Regions from separate parts of the Mus musculus genome. Here region 1 is linked to region 2. Evidence: chromatin contacts called from public Hi-C data. All regions are on one chromosome and are shown on one strand. Each heading gives the region's core, a stretch centred on a gene start, on an enhancer-like site or on the middle of the called end of the contact. The rest is flanking DNA. Distances are from core to core; before and after follow the strand shown.

Region 1 (6,573 bases), core at 2,105-4,604, 1.0 Mb before region 2:
TTCCTTTTGGATACCTAAAAATGCAATTCCAGTAGAATGTTAAATAACATTTAGGGAGTATTATTTTGGACATTTCTCCATGAGTCCAAGATAGCTACCTTTGGCTACACAAGAATAGTTGCTTTCTGTATGAAAACAAATATTGAAATCTTTTATGGAGAAGAAAAATGTCCTCTTATACGTTGTTGTCATCTTTTTATTGGATGAGAACATGATAAAAAAATCAGTGTGTTTGCTTGCAAATGCGCATACATTCAAATGCTCATAAATAACCATACTCTTTTCAGTTTAGGATATGCATACAGATCCAAATCTCTCTCTCTCTGTCTCTCTCTCTCTCTCTCTCTCTCTCTCACACACACACACACACACACACACACACACACACACACACAAATATCCATTGAGTGATGGAGGAAGACACCACTCATTATGACATAAATATACCAGGACTGTGCTATTTTGAAAGAAAGACATGTCCCTGAGAAAGTAGCCAGTTGTTGTCCAATGCCTTCTGGAGCAGATGGGTTTACATCCTGACACAGGTGTGCAGTTCCTTTGGTAGGACAGTAGCCAGCTTGGTCCCTATGAGAGCTGCAGTTTTGACATGATGAGAGCATTCCTGCACAGCAGGCCAGGCATCCTATGGATCCACAACATTCACTCTCATTTTATGGTTTGAAAATGTATTTTCCCAGTGTCACCTTTACAAACGGTTCTAAATGTGCTGTAGATTGCTGTCAGAACTGTGAGTGCTGTGCTTAAACTCAGAGTGACATCTGACTCTACAAGTGTAAGGACCGTCAGCAGGTGGCCTTGACAGAAATCAATTCAAGGAAAGGTTTTTGAACCCCATTTGACTTTTAAAATGTTGTTTCCACTCTCCTCTGTCCCTTCCTCCTCATGGTTTCCTCACTGGTTTAATCACATTTTTTCCCCATCCTTTCTTGTTCAATTCTTCTTCTCCCACGTCTCTCTCTCTCTCTTTCTTTGTTTCTTTCTTTTCTCCCCAAGAGTAATTTTTATCTTTAAATAATTATTATTGTTAGTGTGTGTGGCGGCATCAGAGAACACACTTCTTTTGGTTGTTGGTTCTCACCCTTCATGTTGCTGAGGAAGGGTCTCCCTTGTTTTTGATGTGTTGCATAGCTGAGCCAGCAGCTTCTGGATGACTCTTTTGTGTCCACTTTCCACTTCACTGTGAGAGTGTTGGGGTTCCAACTGTCTACCCTGTATTCAGCTTCTTAAGAATATTATGATAATCAAACTCAGGTGGTCAGGCTTGTACTGCAAAACTTTTACTCACTAAGCCATCTTACAAGTCCCCTTGTAGCTTTGAGTATTAAAACAACAATATACACATAGTATTTGCAGAGGATGCAATTAGGTACAACTCATATCAATTGGCTGTCTAGTTTAATGCAAAATCATATTTCAAAATATTAGATATTTAAAGAGGTAGAAGGAATTGCATACTGACTTTTATCCAACTCTTCTGGGTCCCCTCTTTTTAAATCTAATAACTAGGTTTTTATTTTGGAAGGCTGCTGATGACTGACTAATGGTAGTTTAGATGCAAAAATTTAGGCTGTCAATTTTTTTTTTATCTAAACTGTAATGAAAACGAAGTTTATCCCCTGTGCAGTATTGTAAAACCTCCCCAATTGGGGGAGCAAAACTTATGTTCTTAAAATTCATTCACACAAGTTTCCAATCACAGGTACCCTTTGCTGTGTGGTTCTAATCCTCCAGTGTTTCACATTCTACAACCTAAAATTGGGTGACATAACTGAATCACAGCTCTTACTTCCGTTTGGGGTCCCCACATTGGAAGCGTAGATACTCTTGAAGCTTGCAGGGCTAATCCAGGTGTTTAAGGCAGCCGTGGCACTTACTCTGGAATATGTCCTATGTGTTGCTTGTTGTCTGAAATGGTGCTCGAAACAGCAAAGTGCTGGCCCTCTGCTGCAGTTGCATTTCTCATGTAATTGAGAACATCTTGTCGGTTTTATCTTGTTTTGAAGGGTGGTCACTTTTTTTTTTTTTTTTTTTTGGTGATTCAAATGTCACATAATCAGGAAATCTGACTGATAATTTCTCTAGAATCGAGTATGTGGCCTATTTACCAAAGTGAATCTCAAGAACCTTTGCTGGAATTATGAGAAATAAGTGTGTTCCTTTGCTACAGTGAGCACATCAACTAGTGCACAAGCCTGGCCATGTTGATGGATGCATTCATAGCTACTTCCTTAGGGAGTTTGCTTCCCAGTGATGCTTATATAGAAGAAAGCACCAAAAGAAAAGCCAAGCCAGATTCCAAATGACACATTTGAGTTAGAAACCTATGCACCTTTCATCATGTAGCCCAATGTGTTCTTGTTTTTCCTTGAAACATTTTATTTTGCACTTCAAATTCAATATCCATATACATTTCCTAGGGATCTCTCTGTAATGTTGAATTTGACTTAGGACAGTTAGGATGGATTTTGATTTGTCATCAGGGCATGAGGTAATTCTCATGGATGATGATATTTGATGTATCAGGGCTTAAGTGTCTACACCATTTTGCACAATGGAAATTACTTTTTAGCATGTCACTGCTTGTTTAAAGTGGTAGCCATTAAAGACGCCACTCTTTTGTAGGCAACTTCTTTGTGCACTTGTGCTGTACGCTTCCATGTGCCTGTGTGCACTTGTGGAAGCCAGAGCATGCTGTTGGGCATCTTGTTCTGATGCTCTCTGCTTTACTCTCCTGAGACAAGGTCTCTCCCTGAACCTGGAGATAGCCCCTCTCCATTTTAACACTGCTGAGGTTTTAGGTACACATGGCTTTTCATGTGGTTGCTGGGGAGACCAACTCAAATTCCCCATGCTTATACAGCAAAGTATTCACTCACCAGCCCCAACTTCTGTACTTTTGAGTTAATTTTTCTTAAGAGGGTCACAAAGAAGGGACAAGTGAGCAGTGCGTGAAGGCCAGATTGACAGCCAGTGAAATAACTCAGTAGGAATCGTAGGCTCCAGAAGGTTCATCCTTCCTTCTCCAACTCTTGAAGCCCAGATTCATCTTATTGGAAGCATTTAGTGCAACATAGCCTGTCTCTGCTTGGGACCTGGGAGAATTACTGCCCACGCTTCCTTCAGGGTCCACCCTGCTGTCCAACAGAATGGCTATCCCACCTGGGCTGTGATCTAATTTATTTTCTTTCCTCAGTTCCAGGTTTCTGAGAGCTAGTGCCGGTAACAGAAGCAGCACCATTGCTTTGCCGTATCGGAAGCTGGCTGTGTGCTGACAGCACTGTGTGGTTCCGGATGAGCTCTGCCTGGTTCCCTGCCTGGTGACTCAGTGAGCTGGTTTCTCTGTAACGGGAGCATATGCCCCATGCATGCTGTGTTAGCAGATTATTAATAACCACACAGAAGTACTGAAGCAGGCACGAGCATCTCATCTCTCTGTAAGCGTATCACTTTCAAATCCAGATCCTCTCCTAATCTGTTCATGGACTCTTCTTGACACAATCACTTTTCATATAGAAATGATGCATGTCTCTAATGTTCTAGTACATTGTCTCTGAACCTCGCTTTCTTTGTCTTCATCAAGTGTTCGTCAAGCAGCGTGGCATTACTTGATCTCAGGAGTATTTTTCCTCAATAATGTTAAATGTGGAGAATCCTATCCAGTCTGTCTCTACAACAGAGGATTTCAACCTGTGTGGCGAGAAGCCACAGAGGTCAAATGACCATTTCACAAGGGTAGCTTATAAGCTATCCTGCACATCTGTTGTTTACATTATGATTCATAACAGTAGTGAAGTTACAGTTATGAAGTAGCAATGAAATAATTTTATGGGTGGGAGTCACCACAAGATGAGGAATACAAGGTCAACGCATTAGGAACGGTGAGAACCACTGCTCTGCAATCTTGAAGATGACGAAGGAAGTTTGTTATTTTCTATTTCAAGAGGCAAATGCTACTTTAATTTTTTTTTATTACTTTATAGCCTCAGGATGAGTACATGATGACAAAGGTAACAGAGCTAACACCAGCAGCCAGAAAGAATAAATAAGTCAATCTAATCAACAAATATCTAGAAAATTGCTAGATTCCTGCTGAAGTTATGTTTTATTAGCATTGAGAAGGAATGATAGCTTGAACGTAGTCTTTAGACTAGAAAGTGACATTTACAATACTTGCCATATGAGGTCCTCTTTTGAAGCCATTGTAAAAGCTGAATAAGCAGCCATGTGTGAGGAACAAAGATGGCGTTGTGTCAAGACAGACTTGTTCTCGTGTCTCAGCAGGCTTCTGGAAGCTTCTCCTGCTGGCTGAGAGGTGGGTATCAGGGAATGCACACAATATTTCGCTCTATTAAGAAATTTTTAACCAGTAGCTAAAATATTTTATAATACCATTATGCATTGCATCTTGTATAAAAATATGTTCGACTTGATTTACTGGCTCTCCTGTCAAGCAAATATATAAGAAGGGAGAATGAGCCCTGGATATGCCAGGAAGGGAAAGAAAAATGGACTTTTCTCAAAATTATTTTGGCTTTATTCCAGATAAAAGGCCTTTAATTTTCCCTTAGATAAGAAGAAAATCACCTTATCAGTCTCTCAACATTTGTTAAGGACTCCCTTTTATAATACACAAATAGAACCTTTGTTGGCAAAGAGCAGAGGCTGGGATTAATAGATTGTGAAAAGACAATATTTCCTGAAAGAGGAAGGCATTTTTCCTTTAGAGTTTTGAGATTACCCAAGGGGGATTTGCTGCTGGCAGCCAAATAGTTCTATAGGAATTATTAGGGCAGTGGAAGGAACATTTGTGGGAAATGTCAAAGTGATAACTGCAGAGGGACGACCAGAATGTTACTCATTGTGGCAGAGTTGTCCTGATCACTACATGTACCATTACTGTCCTGGAAAAGACTTTCCTGAGGGTTTATTATTTATCAACGATTTAAAGGAGAAATCTACTGTTCATGGCTTCCATATAAACACAGCTACTATGTATGACTTAGTGCTGCTTTCAAGGAAAATGTCACCGTTCTTTACAGAAAAAGTCATTGTACCAGGAATGGTTACAGATGCTTGTATATTTCCTAGGTCTTTCTTTAAGTCTATGTGTCTTCACCTGGTTAGACCTTTACCAAGTCACACAGAGATTAGTTGGCCTGAAGTTCTGGCCTCCATTGCTATATTAGTTGTGTTAGGGTTTTCCGAAATTAGAGGTGTTGGCATCTACTCCCATTTTTAATGGCATATGCTTGGGAAATTTATTTTGACTGTGAAATTAGGGGCTCTGGTTCTCTGGCTGTGTCATGTGATTTTGTTACTAGAGTATCATCCCTAAAATTTTATGCTCTGTAACACTTTAACTATCTACGATTTTGGAAATCTTTTGTATAATGAAAACAGAAGTTCTATTTACCATCTTCCTGCTACCTCTGTGTCTATCTTCCTAGTCACTTACTTGTGTTAAAATAGCATTCTCTGTGTAGAGTCCACATCTAGTAGAAAGACAGGGCATCAAGAGGAGGGATGGGGTTGTCATCACATAGTTAAAAACTATGACCCAGAATTGTTCCTGTCTAAAAGAACTACAGGGCAAAGTTGGAAAAGAGACCGAGGGAAAGGAGGTCCAGTCACTGGCCCAAATAAGAAATGCATCTTAAGGCATGACTCTAAGGCCCAATACAATTACTGCTATGGTGTACTTACAGACAGGAGCCTAGCATGGCTATCCTCCAAGAGGACCAACAAGAAGCTGACAGAGACAGAGGAAGATACTTAGACCTAACCAATAGACTGAAGTTAGAGACCCTGTGGTTGTATTAGGGAGAGGCTGGAAGAAGCTGAAGCAGAGGGCGACTCTGTAGGAAGACCACCTGTCTCAACTAACCTGGACCCCTGAGATCTCTCAGACACTGAGCCACCAACCAAGCAGCATACACTAGCTGGTCTGAGGCCCCTGACACATATACAGCAGAGGACTGACTGGTCTGGCCTTAGGGGTAGAAAATGTGCCTAACCATCAAGAGACTTGAGGCCCTAGGTAACAGGGATGCCTGGCATGGGGACATTCTCTTAGAGACAGGGTGGAGGAGGAATGAGATGAGGAACTGTGGCAGGGTAGATGGTAAAGACTGGACTGTAAAAAAAAAAAAAAAAAGTATCCACTTGTCAGTGAGTGCATTCCATGTGTGTTCTTTTGCGATTGGGTTACCTCACTCAGGATGATATTTTCTAGTTCTATCCATTTGCCTAAGAATTTCATGAATTCATAATTTTTAATATCTGAGTAGTACTCCATTGTGTAAATGAACCACATTTTCTGTATTCATCTGTTGAAAGACATCTGGGTTCTTACCAGCTCCTGGCAATTATATATAAGGCTGCTATGAACATAGTGGAGCATGTGTCCTTATTACATGTTTCAACATCTTCTGGGTATATATCCAGAACTGGTATTGCTGAGTCCTCAGGTACTACTATGTCCAATTTTCTGAGGAACTGCCAAACTGACATCCAGAGTGGTTGTACCAGCTTGCAATCCCACCAGCAATGGAG
Region 2 (6,285 bases), core at 2,537-5,036:
TTCCTTTGTTGCCCCCTTCTCTTGCTGTTGTAAAATGAACAAATGTTGAGGAATGTCTACACTTACCCTGGGTTCTTATAATAGAACAAGAAAATAAGGTATTGAAACACAAGTTCAATTCCAGTAATATGCTCAGTAACTTTTATTTTTTTTGTCATAAGGTTACTATTTAAGTAGGTCAGTGCTTGTATTACTCACAGGTAAAAATAAAATAATCTAACGGCTCTTAAAATGTGACTCTTTTCTCAAAAACCTGTTATTAAATCTGGATTTCCCAATATACGTCACACAATGCTCAGACACAGCATGTGCTGTGGCCCTTAACTGTCACTGAAGTTAGCATACATCTTTAGAGGGGGTAACTCTTAACTCTTCTTAATAACACATGTTGACACAGTTTACAGCTGTGTGGTCTCATAGGATATCCACGTCAGTGTGATGACAACTGGGATCAGAGCAAAGCCAACCTTAGGCTCCAAAGACAGAACATAATTTATATCTAAGTCAGCTAGTTCTCTTTACATAGGCAGCTGTGGGCATGTCATGGAACTAGTAAGGATTCACTATTTGTGTACACTAATATCCTCTAGTAAAATTTAAAATAACATCAATCAGAGAGAGAGAGAGAGAGAGAGAGAGAGAGAGAGAGAAGAGAAGAGAAGAGAAGAGAAGAGAAGAGAAGAGAAGAGAAGAGAAGAGAAGAGAAGAGAAAGAGGTTTATTAAATGGCAGGTGGCCAAATATGAGCTGTACTGAGATACTCTCCATCAAAAAACAAAAAACAAAAAAACCAAACAACCCTATCACAACACAATGGGAATGGACTCTGCTGCACTCCAGGAGAATACACAAATATCTACGCAGGCAAAAGTGGCCCTATCTTGCTTTCACAATCAGGAAAAAGCCACAGGACTCACAATGTGCTCTGGGTCTCTATGACCCCAGTGTGACTCCCTCACTAGAGCTCTCCTGACTTGTCCTCTTTTTTTTTTTTTTCTCGTAGTACAGATGCTCTGCTGCACCTTGTCACTCTCACAGCTCCCCTTTCTCATGGGCTGATTACAAGCAAGCCCCTTCCTTCACTCTGCAGTCCAGGACTCCTTGGCATTTTGACTTTCCACATCCAACTGCACTCCCTTGCTTTATGTACCAGAGGAGAGTGCATTCTCTGGGGCTGCATCTCATATCTCTATGGAGAGCTAACAGGCCACACCCACACACCTGGCATTCTCTGGTTACATAAGAGCAAAGTTCAAGCTCAACAAGTCCAAGTCCAGTTAGCAGCCTATATTAAATGTAAGCAGTGCAACTGATCCGAAGGTAAAATGGCCTGAGACTGGGGTCTAAGTGTTTCCAAGCGTCTGTGGTGCAAGCTTAGACTAGGTGCAGTGGCAAAGAACCTAGAGCCATTAAACGTATCCCGAGGCTCTCCCAAGCAAGTCCCAGCACACATGCAGTTTATAATACTACATTTTGCTTGTAGCTAAAGCAACTGAAAATACTAAAGCTTAACCTAAAGCAAGTCCCTACATGCGTGTAAAGTAGGGCTCTGGTGCACTAGAAGCCTAACATCTAATGCATGCAGACATCCACAGACAAGTGTGGGTTAACCAGGGGCAAGCTCACTTACCAGGACAAAGCTGCTTTCAACCAAACTCAATTCATGGTTGCGCATATTTATTTATAGCACCAGTAGAGAGTTTTAGTGATGTAATGAACTGGAAAGGATGATAAGTTCTGTGATCCACATGAAAAAAGCAAGGCAGTCATATGAATAACTCAAAAAATTCTAATTAAAAAGACTTTTCTGCGGCTCTGAGAGATTTTTCATCTGTATTTAACATTGAATGGATGAATTTCCACTACGTTAGACAAACCCTATCTTTAAACGTATCAGTAAAACAGGTGCGTGTGAATAGGGCAGCCCAAAGCCTCATGCCTTCCCAGCAAGCCACTACCAGCACACACCTAGGTTTGGATCACTTCCTAACAGAGGAACGGTGCGCTGCTTACATCTGTTGTGTCTTGTTCTAGGCCCTTGTGTCAATCTGTCAGCCATGTGAATGGGGATCAAGGCAGATCTACAACAGTTCAGCTCTCATCTACACATTCCCTCACAAGACTGGGATAAAATGGACTTTATTCTGGTGAATAAAAAAAAAGAAAAAGAAAAAGAAATCAATAGTAAATTCTCCTGGCTATAAAAAAGTAAGTATTTCTGGGAGGTGGTATAATGTAAATATATTCTGTGTGGACCTGTTTAATTAAAAGTATCATGTATCTTAAAGACTTCTGGACAGCACTGCTTGGGGAAGTAGCTAGAGAGGCACCGGCGAGAGTCTCCCAGAGCAGCATCTGGCAGTAGTGATGCAGAACTCAAATTCTCCACAGGAGAGCTCTGTGCCACAAACAGAAAAGGAAGGGATCTTCTTCCCAAAGTCAAGGGAAAGGACTGCTCCACAGCCTGACTTTTTTCACTGCCATGCAAAGCCCGAGGAAGGCCACCCCAGCGGATGCTCGCTAGTGTGCAGAAGACTTACTGAAGGAGGACTATCACTTTCCTTCCTCATTCCCCCAGCCACACCAATAACGGGGCATTTACACAACTGGTGAGCAGCCCGCAGGACTGAGGAATAGCCCATCTCCACACTCCTTAGCTGTCACCCAAGTCATGTCTCACAGCACCTAAGAGAAGCCGCAGAAAAGCAACATCTGCCTTAGTAAGCCCAACGCTTGAGTATACACCTTAAGAACCAAGAAGCCCGTACAAGGCATTTCTGATGAAACGGAAAGAGAATGGTTGCCTCAAGTGAAGCTTTTGTGGAATTTGTGTGAGTCAAACCTGCAGCATTTGTAAGCTATTGCTACCTGAGAGAATTAGCAAGGTGTGCTTATCAAGACTCTTGATAGACAGTTCCTCAAAAGAAGGTAAGCCTGGCCTTTCAAGAGAAATGGACAATGTTTACCGCCGGTGGTGCACTTCAAGCCTCTCAGGAAAAAAAATCAGAAATTTTGGAAACCATGATAACGAAGTCAGAAAATTTCCCAGTACTTTACATTAACACTGTTCTGATGAAAGCGGCTATAGTATTATCTGACTTCTTGATACTGTATAATGAAAAGTGCCAACATTTGAAAGGTTCACACATCTCAGTGAACCAGTGTTTTCTAATCACAATGCTCAGAATCACACACTGCATAAAAAAATGAAACATATATCAACAAAACCGTACACTGATAAAAAAAAAAAAATCCATCCAAAGTACAAGAAGATCTAACAGCTTTTAGCATGACAGAGGTACAAAAAGGTCACCAATACCGTTTTGGAAATCTACATGGCAATTAACCTTTAAAAAAAAAAAGTCACAGCCACATCCTGCCTGATGGTGACCTTGAGGCCATGCCAGAGCCATTTGCTAACAGGGCCCAGGACAGACGCAGGCTGTGCGGAGATGCTCATTGGCAACATGATGGAAAGAAACCAGCTAGAGACTTCAGGGGAGACATGAACGGATCTCACACAAACACTTCGTGAATGGGAAGTGACAAATTAACTGGAACTTATACTCAAATAAAGCAGCTATATGCATTTACTAATTATGTGCTGGCGTCCTGTGGCGTCATGTGGGGATGGCTCGACTGCACACCCTTCTCTCCACTCCTGGCCCCGTTGAGAACAGTTCATTTCCAAGACACTGCAGCACTTCAAGCACGCAAGAGTCTTGCGGCCCTGATCTACCAGGGAGGGCGAGGGGAAGCAGCAGCTCTCAACCCAGTCTTCACAGCAGGACAGGAAGCAAGGGGAAGGGCAGTGGCTGACATTCGCCAGCTGCCATCAGCTCCTTGAAGCCTGAACCCTCCTCCTAAGAAGGTGCTTCTGGGAACCTTCTCCACATTTGCACTGTTGATAGTGAGATTAAGAACTTGGTGGATTTCCAGGCTATTTAGGCAGGTAGCTCAGCCTAAGTCAGATTCAAAGCATTTGACTTTAAACTACTTACATTTTCCTTTAACAAACATTAAAAAAGTGGGAGGTGGTTTTTATTAGAAACCCTTCTCTATGCAGAGACTTAAAATATAACAGCAGCCAAGGTCCAGAGTTAGTCCCTCAGTAACGAACAGGAATATGACATAAAAACAAAACAAAACAGAACAGAACAAAAACAGCTGATACAGAGAAGTGAGATAGCAATTCAAAACAGACAAAACAAAACAAATAAATGAGTACATTAAAAAATAATAAAACCAAAGATTTTCACAGGGCTTAGGAAAGAGCAAACAACCTAAAGGAGACCCTCAACAAGGTAGAAAAGGGTGTATTTTTCTAAGGCATGCCTATTAATGGCTGAACCTACAGGAAACAGGATTCACCATCCAGGAGGTCAAGCCTTTCTTTCCTTTTGGTTACTGACTACTGAGAACTCAATATAAAATGAGTTGAAACTGTGCTATTAAGTTTTCCTAATAACAAACTGTGGATCCAGTGAGCTTCAAAGACAAGGCAAGTGCATGAGAACAATGCTTCGCTAGCATGCAGTCTCTGTGTGCAGATCATGGCTGAAATGTTTACACTATGCAGCTCAACATGCAGGTTACTCTTACCCATAAAATCCATACACATAAGGAACTAAATACAGAGTGAGAGAAAGATTAAAAAAAATAGAAAAAATCCTTAATTTTGGATTTAGATATGAGAGCTACTGGTTTCATGTATGTCTAGAGAGCACCATCATGATTTAAAATTAGTCTCTCTCTCTCTCTCTCTCTCTTTCTCTCTCTCTCTCTCTCTCTCTCTGTGTGTGTGTGTGTGTTTGTGTGTGTGTGTGTGTGTGTGTGTTTCATCGGATGAATCTGAAAGTCAGAGGATACTGTCTTCCCATAGAAAAAGGAAAGGGGGTGAGTTTTTATTGCATTTTTAGAGTTGAAGGACCCAAATAGAGGCTACAAACTAAGCAAAGTAAAATGACAACTAGTGACTAAAGCAGAAGGACAGCAATGCCCCTTCTCTGGAAAACTCAAGGTAAACAAATGAGACCCTCTGCTTTTGTAGATTTAATATTACATCTACTAATGTGCCTCTGAATGGCTCTGCAGGGACAAAATCATGTCACTGAAGAGATTTCAGAAAGAGCATCAGATTTAAGGGACACATAAAAGATGCTCTGATACCAAAATCTCCAGTTGGAGAGAGAGAGAGAGAGAGAGAGAGAGAGAGAGAGAGAGAGAGAGAGAGAGAGAGAAGGAAGTGGGTCTATCTTAACTTTAGAAGCAGACACAGATGGGTAAAGAACCAAGCAGAGGGAAAGAACATCACTGAGAGCTACCAAGGCACTCAAGCACGTTTTAAAAAGATGTCTTAGGCAGTGCTACTGCCTACCTTACAAGACTGACATCCAGAGATTCTAGAACCTACATAATAAGATGGGAATAGGGAGGCCAAGGCAGCTTTCCTGACAGCTAAATGACCTGGTCTCACACATGTGTACGATTTACTACTTCACAGGTAATAATCCCATTTACTCCTCCGAGCCATTCTGCATTACAGCTCACCCTAAGCTACAAGTTCTAGAACTTCATCCTTGCTGGTAGGATGGTCAACCATCAGTGTTAGGCCCACAAGTGCCAAAGGGTTATGAAAATACTATTTTCTTAGAAATGCACTGGAAAAAAGGAAGTAAGAAGACTATACTTACAAAAATATCTACTGTAATCCTCTATAGAACAGCCATTTGGGACAGTCAACAAACTTCAATCTCACCCCCCCCCCCCGGAGCCCCAAGAGTATAACAGGAATGGGGGGGAGAAGCAATTCACAAAGTCAAAATAATATCTTATACGTAATTTCTAAGGTAAGTTATGCTATAGAAAAGGCACATGCTGCAAGGAGTGTACCTCTTACCGTTATGTTCGGGTTAGCGCTCGCTAAGAAAGGTGGAAGGGTTCGGAGACTTAAAGGAGTCGAGGAGCTCATGGAGGGATCTGCATGGCGGGAGTGTGTAATATTACAGGCAGAGGGAGGGAAAGTCCAGCACGTAGACTTAACATGGGAATGTGCCTACGGTGTTCAAGGGTTAGCAAGGAAGGATGGACAGCTACAGTGGAGAGTAGGAGAGGACAAACGAGAGGCAAGGTTAGAGTTAACGGGACAGGATTGTGTAATCGATGTGAATCGGAAGGAACTGGCTTGTGCGACACAGAGGGCTCTGGAGAGTTTTAAGCCTATGCGGATTTAAAATTTGAAAAGACCATTTTGGTGTGGAGGAAATAGATCAGTGGTAGACAGAGC

What was found. Hi-C and Micro-C count contacts between places; a contact is called where the count stands out from the background.
Region 1: a contact with region 2 is called in a Hi-C map of cerebellar granule neurons, with 3 times the contacts expected there. The contact joins two enhancer-like sites. A contact is called at or near these places in 9 of 39 promoter capture datasets (the 3T3-L1 cell line, 3T3-L1-derived adipocytes, the C10 cell line and 5 more) and 1 of 484 Hi-C or Micro-C datasets (cerebellar granule neurons).

Annotation. Positions count from the first base shown.
Region 1 is chr2:139,274,497-139,281,069 of GRCm38.p6, reverse strand. It overlaps Gm14066 (a long non-coding RNA gene), which reads left to right. Exons shown (of 6, transcript XR_375033.2): 4 at 3,215-4,333. Among named protein-coding and RNA genes, the nearest start is that of Gm14066, 29 kb to the left of the region's middle. Within about 2 kb of position 3,354, at least 18 of the 459 cell types and tissues checked have an H3K27ac peak or open chromatin away from gene starts, as enhancers often do. A contact at or near this core is called in cerebellar granule neurons, where this site is marked.
Region 2 is chr2:138,262,957-138,269,241 of GRCm38.p6, reverse strand. It overlaps a transcript of Btbd3 not described here. Among named protein-coding and RNA genes, the nearest start is that of Btbd3, 12 kb to the left of the region's middle. Within about 2 kb of position 3,786, at least 71 of the 459 cell types and tissues checked have an H3K27ac peak or open chromatin away from gene starts, as enhancers often do. A contact at or near this core is called in cerebellar granule neurons, where this site is marked.